2 separate regions of the Bos taurus genome follow, and region 1 is linked to region 2. A link is a contact called in public Hi-C data. All regions are on one chromosome and are shown on one strand. Each heading gives the region's core, a stretch centred on a gene start, on an enhancer-like site or on the middle of the called end of the contact. The rest is flanking DNA. Distances are from core to core; before and after follow the strand shown.

Region 1 (4,468 bases), core at 857-3,356, 180 kb after region 2:
GCATGGTGGGTTGCCGTCTATGGGGTCACACAGAGTTGGACACGACTGAAGTGATTTAGCATAGCATAGCATAGCATAGCATAGCTTGTTGAGACCCTTTCTAATAGCCTCTCCCTTGGGTCTAAACTTCTCTAAGTATATAGTGCTGTGTCAGGGCCTGGTGAAGATAAGAAATAACAAAAGATCCAGAAGACATAAACTCAGTTACTGCAGAGTTCATGCAGTGTGGAGCACCCAACTAGGCCAACACTGGGAGGGCTCAGGAATCTTCAGGGCCTCATTTGCATGAGATTTGCAAATTAAAAGGATCCTGGTCAGGAACCCATTCTTCTCAGGCTGGTGGGGAAAATCTGATCATTGTTGTGCTAATCAGGTGGACTGACTCAGCCTAGGCAGGGGAGGAGGGAGAAAGGTTAATTCCCAAAACCATTCCCTTTCTCCAAGCCCAGCAGCCAGCATCCCTCCTGGCTCATCTGAAAGCCCCACAAATTGTCATTAAAGCTGCCCCAAAGGAGAAATATTGGAAAGGGAATATATGTAGGAATCTTTTAAAACCCTGCAAGACCTTCACACCATGATTCCTTCTGTGATGAATTACAAGTACCGAAACCTAAGTAAAATAACTTGTCCCTAAATTTCTAACTTTAAATATCAATACATCTCATCAATACATATCATCTCTTCTATGTACCAGCAAGAGGTAGCCATAGGTGGTGTCAAAAAGCTGTGTAGATGGCAGACCCCACACACAAGGCATTATGGCAACACACACACACCACACACAAGGCATTATGGCAACACACACACACATCCCACACACAAGGCATTATGGCAACACACACACACCACACACAAGGCATTATGGCAACACACACACACATCCCACACACAAGGCATATTATGACAACACACACACACACCTTGTCCAGAGAGATAAACGGCCCAATTGTCCTGCAACCAAAACCCAGTTCCCAGCTGGCCAGATTTCCAGAGAGCTAAAGCGAGGGAGGCTGGTGTCCCCGGCATGGGGTAACTGCCAGGGTCCCCCATCAGGTAACCAGTAACTGTGAATGAGTGTTTCTTATGAATGAATGGGACCACTGGGCAGTTTGACCAACATTAAAACAAAGCATAGGATCTGGAGTCTTGAACATCCACAGAAAGGGCCTGAACCAGAGGAAGCTAACATAGAACATGGGACCTCTCCTCCCTGGAAAACTACCCTTCCACCCCAGCCATCCGTTTCCCAATTCTCTCCTCACCCTGCTGAGAGCTCCCAGGAGGTGTCCTACCCACCCAACTCACTTCCTATTCATTCATTCACTCATTCAACAAACATTAACAGGCACCTACTGTGTGTCAGCCAGTGTGCCAGGCCCTGGAAAGACAGGGAGGCCAGACCCAGCCTGCTTGCCAGCCCTGCTGGGGACAGGGAGGCAGCCATTCCTCTGCTCCTCTCATCCCAGGCACGCACCACGCCAGGCCAGCTCTTCAGAGAACTACGGCTTCTCCATTTCTTCTTCCTGACACTCACCTCGTGCAGGAGCAGTGGCTCAGAAAATCTTTCTTTTCACTCGCATTATAGGATTTTTTTTAAAGCAGCAGCAGCCTTACCTTCCAAGAAGCCTGTGGCTTAGCCTAATATTTATATGTATTTGCATTTCCTTTGTACACATGGATGGGGAAAGAAAGGGTGGGGAAGGGAATTTGGCTGGGAATGAAAATTAGCCCTGAGCCAATCCTCAAAGTGTTATTGCAATTGCCAATTTAAAATCAAGATGCAACTTGTTTAGCTAAAATTCAGATTATTTCCATCACTCCCACCCTGACTCTTCATCCCCTGCAAACTTGCAGCTCCTTAGCTGGCCTGTGCATCGCTCCCAGTCATATATGAGGGAGCTATATTTGGTGTTACTCTTAGATACACTGGAAATTTTCTAATTCTGCAGGTTTGGGTCATTTTCAGAGAGCTCTGCGGGCACCCTCTGGTGGCTGACTGAAAATTTTACCTGCAAAAATTGCAGTGGAACTGAGATGGCTTTATTTGGCAGTCGGGCTTTGCAGTTGGACGGTAAACATTGTAAGTTTATTTGCTGTACTTTGTACCACCTCTTTCGTCACACGATGCATGGCTGGAACCATGGCTCTGTGGCCTGTCAAAAGGATTGGCACCTTATAGAAAGGGCAGAGCTAAGGCATGAGGCCTACCTGTGGGGCAGTTTTTTCAAGACAGCCAGAGTGAGGAGGGTGAGGATAGCCCTTCCTTGGGCTCTCAGAGGACTCACCCAGGAGGAGAAGCCGCTGCAGGCCAGGCTTGAAGGGCTTTCTTCCCAGACTTCCTGTTTCTCTGCTGCTCCTAGGAGCAGCCATTCCTAAGAATCATCCTGATCTGCAGGAAAGAGCACCGATGGAAAAGTGGAGGAGAGGCAGGAAGAAAAACTCTCTCCACCTGAGGATGCCGCCCCAAGCCCTACAATCAGAGAATCTGAAGCGCACAGCTGCTCTGTCAACACAGTAAATACCCACACCTGATTTTCCTTGGCTCTTTCTCCAGGGATTTTATTAGTCTCGGGATACCCCCTCAAAGTCAGCTCAGGTGGCCTTTATTTTGCAAAGAGTGAAGAACTAATGTGATGTCACCCAACCTGCTGGGGACGGGGGAGATTCAAGACTGGAGTTTTCTCACCTGCCCATTGATGCTGGGGAATATTTACCTGCAGTGGTCTCAGTCACCCCTACCCTGCACTCTATCAGAGCAAACTACTCTTGACCAGCAAATCATGATGAGACCTCTAAAGGGCAAGGTCTTAGGGAAGGGTACACTTGAGGGTCAGGAGAGTAGCCATGTCACAAGTGGGTTCCAGAAGCTGGCAAGAGAACCCAGTACTCAGATTCCAGGTTCCCTCCATAGGCTTCATTTGGCCCAAACACTACCGTTTACCTGGAATCAAAGAGGCGCTGTCTACTGGGAGCAGCCTTCTTTATTGCTACCATTTTTCATTTGCTTTCTTTCACAACCAGGCCCCAGGGCAGAAGAGAAGGCTGGTGAGCCATCAGTCACCCCACACTGACGGGGGCAGCCCCATTCTGCCCCGCTGGGTCTGAGAGCACCACTGGAGCAGACAGTATCTTTGGTGGGCAGCCCAGAAGCTAAGATGTGACTGGAGCACAGCGAGAAAAAAAACTTTAAAAACCAGTGTGACCACACCCTGGGAATAGACAGATCAACTAGGTTCAGAGCCATTAGCCTGGAGGCAGGGCAGTCTGGGAGCTCCTGTTGAATGTGAGCTGAGCTCATGGGTTTCTCCCTTTAGCCTGTGCTTCCAGCAGAATGCAAATACTATGGCAAGGTTACTATGTGTCAAGCCCGCAGAATGGAGTGGACAGCGTGCTCACTGCAGCTCAAGATGCAGTGCAGCCACCACCTACCCTAAACCCTTCATGCAGATGAACTCATCAGCCCTGGTGACAATCAAATGAAGGAGGTGCTGCTGCTGCAGCTAAGTCGCTTCAGTCGTGTCCGACTCTGTGCGACCCCATAGACGGCAGCCCACCAGGCTCCCCCATCCCTGGGATTCTCCAGGCAAGAACACTGGAGTGGGCTGCCATTTCCTTCCCCAATGCATGAAAGTGAAAAGTGAAAGTGAAGTTGCTCAGTCGTGTCCAACTCTTAGCGACACCATGGACTGTAGCCTACCAGGCTCCTCCATCCATGGGATTTTCCAGGCAAGAGTACTGGAGTGGGGTGCCATTGCCTTCTCCATAGTATATGATAGCAGTACCATTTTACTGTTGAGGAAACAGAGTCATAAGTAAGTAAAGTGTTAGTCGCTCAGTCGTGCCCGACTCTTTGCGACCCCATGGACTGCAGCCCCCCAGGCTCTTCTGTCCATGAGATTTTCCAGGCAAGGATACTGGAGTGGGTTGCCATTTCCTTCTCCAGAGGATCTTTCCAACCCAGGGATCGAACCCGGGTGTCCTGCACTGCATGCAGATTCTTTTACCAACTGATCTCCAGGGAAGCCCTTGTAGAGTCATAGAGGAGTTAAACAAGGTTACACAGCTAGCAAGAGGCAGAACCTGAATTCAAATCCAGGCAACTAGACTCCCGAATCCCAGCTCTAATTGTCACACTCTACCACCTGTCTCCCAGGGCAGTGTTGCAAAGCTCCCACTTGTTAGGTGTTGCAAAATTTCTGCTAGACGTTGGTGAGCAACCCTCTGGCTTTGTGGCCCGCCGCAGAGCCCAGGGAGTGGCCCTCCTGCCCCCTAGAGCTGATGTGGAGAGGGCCCTGGCTCTGGGCACTGCTCCAGGGATCTCTTCCAGGAGCTTGGGGTTCACTGCCACTTCTGACTAGCAGAGTAACATGAGTCTTGACTCTGCCCAGGTAGCCTGGGTCTGTCTATCTAGGGCTTCAGACCTGGGCTGGTGTCCCTCTCTCCCTTGGCCGGATTATTCCGATTACCC
Region 2 (4,436 bases), core at 154-2,653:
ACACAAAGTCTTCTGCAAGAGTTTCAAGAAAATGTCACTAAACAGTTCACATTGCTGCCAGTTTTAGAAAAAAGTCAGCTCTCAATGTGTTGCTGAACAGCTCAGAAGCAGAAAAAGTGCTTTAGAGTCTTTATATTCATTCTAACTTCAGAAAAAAGTATACAAACCGTCACTAGTTATCTTGGCATCTTGCTCTTTACCTATCTGGTTAGTTAAGAGCAAGTCTAGCTATTTCCTTCCTCCTACTGCTCACGTTAAAGACTGATGTAAGGGAATGAAGAAGAAATGGGGAATATGCTCTTGGTGGGCAACAACAAGAGCTGGATCCAGCTACCACGTTCCCCTTCCCAGAGTTTCAGCATCTGACCATACAGTTCAGAAGATTCAGAACATCAGGCAGTCAATATCCAAGAGGCAAGTAATCCTTCTAACAAGCCCCAAGTTATTCACGCAAATACCTTCTACTAATTCTATTTCTACGCTGAGAACTTCTGCCTTCCTCACATGCCCTAAATCTGCACTAAAAAATGTTCTCCCTGAACCCACATACACAGAATTCTGCTACATATAACCTTACCTCCAATTTAGAACAATAATTGCTATGCCCCATACCTAAATTTTCTTGAAATGCAGGAGCTTCAGTAATTCTGAAAATGAAAAATCAGAAGTTATAAGCCACTCTCAGTGGCTCTGGTGAAGAGGGCCTGCTGGTTCCTTCCTATCAGGCAAGAGCAGTCTGCCTAGAAAGGCAGGGAATTTACCATATTCACTTGAAAACCTGTTCTCAGGTAGACCTTTTTCATCAGCATCCCTCTTTATTACGAACTTGGTCCTAACTTTGGGATGATTCAACAAATCATCAGCAACTATCAAGACTCTGAAACCTTCTACTCAGTTGTCTTAGCTCAGTGATAATAGCTCCTTCAGATTCTTACATTCAAGAGCTGGCTCCCACCCCACCCTCAGAAATATGCATATATATACACACACACAGAAGCATGCCTAAGATTACAGAGGAGTCACAGGCCTGTAAGGTCTGACTGAACTAGATCAAAATTCTCTTGAGGGGATCCTGCACTTCGTGCATGAACCTGAGTGAATCACCCTGAACTTGAGGTAATCACCCTTCCCCCAGAAGCCACTGAAACTCTCAGAGGCCAGGAATTTAAGAGACTATTGTCACTCCATTTTGAATTGTGCTTAATTCCTCTCCTTGGAGGGGATTCAAGCAGAGTCCTGCAATTAAGCACAGTAAACAGGCCCGGGAACATCGGCACAGCAATACAGGCTGTTTGGGTTTGGGAAGGCAGCCCTTCCCGCGGAGCCTGGCTCCGGGCCAGCAGGGTGACGGCTGAGTGACAGGGCTACGTGCGCTGCGTGAGGGTGGCAGCCAGCCCACACCCGAGCACATAACCGGCACGGGAGCGCCCTCCCCCATCCCCACCCGAGTCACCAGAGAAATGTTCTCAGTAAGGGCTTCCTTGCAATTATGAAATCCCCGAAAGTCAGCCAGGCCCTGGGTTAAGGCCATTTAACCCTCTCCATTCTGAGACCTTTCCCCAAAATCCTAACAACTGTTATTTCCTGAAGACCCATGTAGCCAAGGAGCACTTGAGCGTGGCAATTTACATACATTCTCTCATTTAATCTCCAGGTTAAGGGGAAGGTGAACTAGTGGCCATCTGTCCTGAGTCACCCTGCCCACAAGTTTTCAGTAGAAGTTGTTAACCCTGGAAGCTATCATAGCGATCTAGAAGTTATCCCAGTCCTACAGAAAAACAAATTCATGAGTAATCCTTAAGGCAGTATGGGTGTAGGAACTCCCCCATTTAACTTCCTTTGATGTGAGAAACAGACTTATCAGTAAATAAAACTTTACATGTGGCTTTCTAAAGACTTTGAGCTGAAGAGGAAAAAAAAAAAAGAATGTTTATGACCACAGGATTGTCAGAGAATTAAGTATGGTTGGCTTTAACTTTTCATCTGGAATGAATCCTAAAACACTTGAGGGAATCCATGATAACTTAAATACAGTTGGTAAAACAAGATTTTATTGAGTAATATACAAAAATATATAGTTCCCAATCAAAACATGTCAAGAAAAATGCCTTGAAGCAATGTTCTTAAGAAAAACAGGAAACACTTTATTTGCAATTCCCAGTGAATTTGAAGAGACTTGGGACAGTGTAACTATGTTGGAAAAAGTAAAGTTAAAGAACTTTCTAGGAAACCAGATCTTATATTCACATTTGAATTTCAGCACTTGGAAATAGATCTGCTGAATGAAAGGAATGGCACTCAGCAAGTCAGAACCAGAATTCATGTAACTCAGGAGGCACATTTATTTACTGAGCAAACATTTGTACGTGCCTGACACTGTTCTATGTGCTTCACAAATACTACCTCATTCGCTATTCATAATAACTCCATAAGGTGGGGACCATTATCACCTCCGTTTTACAGATCAGGAACTGAGGCACAAGGAGTTTAAGTAACCGGCTTTTCGGAACCCAGTTAGAGAATGACGTCATGCTTTACCAGAGCAGCTTATCTAATGTCTGATATTAACCAATTCACCTCCTTTTTGAGAGAACTAAGATCTTCAGTTCTTCTTGAGGTGTCTACTTACTCTCACCCTTGCCCGTCACCCTTTGCCTAATGATAGAAAATCATAAAATGCGAAAAAAAGAAAAAGGAGTGTGCTCAGTGTTGAGTCTGTGAACTTAAAGCTCCAGGGCAGAGGTGAGAAAGCCGGGGCTGGGGATTTTGGGGTGGGGGGGGCTGTATTTCAACAAAAGCAAAGAGCAAAGGAAACACTCAATCCTGCAGCAAAACAGTAGTGGTCTTTGATGGGTTATTCACACTGCAGAGCTCAATCCCGCTCTAAACTGTGGCCCCATATCTGCTTGGGATGCAGGTGGTCAATCATCAGTCTCATCCCCAGGTCCCACCCCAAGGTCTGCGGGAGGAAGTCAGCCTCTCCAGGATCTTGCTTTTTTTTTTTAGCTCAGGTCAACACCAGCTAAGGTCTTCAGACTATTTCAAAGTCAGAAGGTAAATGACCAATCAAGAAAAAACTTTAAAGGAAATACAAAGTGTATTTCCCTTGGGAAGACAAAGGGCAACACTTAGTCAACTCCCAGGAATCCAAGGGATGAGACAAAATTTCCTTCCTGGGGTGTAAAGCTTATTCAGGAGAGGCTTGACTACCACTACACAATTAATTAGAATTCACCAAGTACAGAACTTTTTAATATCATATTAATTAGAACACACTGGATATAGACCCACTGTGGCTTTCAACAGGGGTGAGATCCAGAGGACCACTCAGATGGGTGGAAAATAAAAGGCTCTTCTGAGAGAAATGTATAAAGTACGCTGGTGAGCAGCAAGGGGACTAGAAATAAAGGAATGCCTGACTCTGAGTCTAGGGGGCAGTGATGGTTAATTTAATTGTCCCCAAGTCCATTCACATGCTGTAGTCTATGGGGTCGCCAAGAGTCAGACACGACTTAGCAGCTGAACAACAGCAGCAATGTCCCTTCAAGATGGGGCTTCAAAAAGAAGCTCCATTTCACAAATGTGGAAACTGAGAGAGGCAAAAAGCAACTTGCGGGACATTATAGAACCAAACACGGTCTTTCCACCACTAAACCGTGCTTCAGAAATATCAGGAAAAGGCTGATCACTGAAAACATGTGCAATTATTTCCAGAGTGACCATGAGTGAAATTGTCTTCCTTCAATTCCAAGATAACACAACAAAGGATTCTCAGAGGATACTCGTGACTTACCAAATATGGGCTCACACTGCATTACTGAGAACTCAAAGTCCTGCATGCAAAAAAGGCAAGTGCCAGCTACTCTCAGATTTCTAATGAGTCAGACCTTTGATTCTGATCAAGTTGGATCCCTTTTCAGGTTTCCCCTCCCTTAGAATCCCACACCTCAGCCATCTTACCCCAGAGGGTCAGACGGTCAGACCTTAGGCTTCTGTGTGGTGTTCAGTTTGCGCATAATAGACGCTCCATACAGAGAGAATCATCTGCTCTTCTCCAGTTTGTTCCCAAATTATTACGGTTCTTTCTTGTTCTCCTTCATGCCTTCAGCTCACACTTCTTGCTGGGCTGCAGAATACAGATAGGGGAGCAGTACTGTGCACATACTGATATTAACGAAGACTGCTCCCCTTCATTCAACATAACAGGAGAGACTTGGCTCCAAATTCCACTCCAATCCTGGTTTTGAAAACTTAACTTTATTGGAACAAATAACAGATAAATCATGGAGGTGTGTGTGTGTGTGTGTGTGTGTGTGTGTGTACTTAACATGTTAAAGTGCTCTTCTCAAAAATTTCCCAAATGAACCAAAAACACTTGTACTTTTTAGTTTTCACTGTGAATAAGTTCAGATTGAATCAACTGATGGAACTGATTT

The links. A called contact is a pair of places that touch in the nucleus more often than the background predicts.
Region 1: a Hi-C map of an unstated tissue shows a contact between it and region 2, with 2.2 times the contacts expected there. The contact joins two enhancer-like sites. A contact is called at or near these places in 2 of 11 Hi-C or Micro-C datasets (skeletal muscle and an unstated tissue).

The regions. Positions count from the first base shown.
Region 1 is chr21:44,579,700-44,584,167 of ARS-UCD2.0, forward strand. No RefSeq gene overlaps it. Among named protein-coding and RNA genes, the nearest start is that of MIR2285CY, 100 kb to the left of the region's middle. Within about 2 kb of position 2,107, at least 10 of the 102 cell types and tissues checked have an H3K27ac peak or open chromatin away from gene starts, as enhancers often do.
Region 2 is chr21:44,399,983-44,404,418 of ARS-UCD2.0, forward strand. All of the region lies in intron 1 of EGLN3 (egl-9 family hypoxia inducible factor 3), which reads right to left. Among named protein-coding and RNA genes, the nearest start is that of EGLN3, 14 kb to the right of the region's middle. Within about 2 kb of position 1,404, at least 64 of the 102 cell types and tissues checked have an H3K27ac peak or open chromatin away from gene starts, as enhancers often do.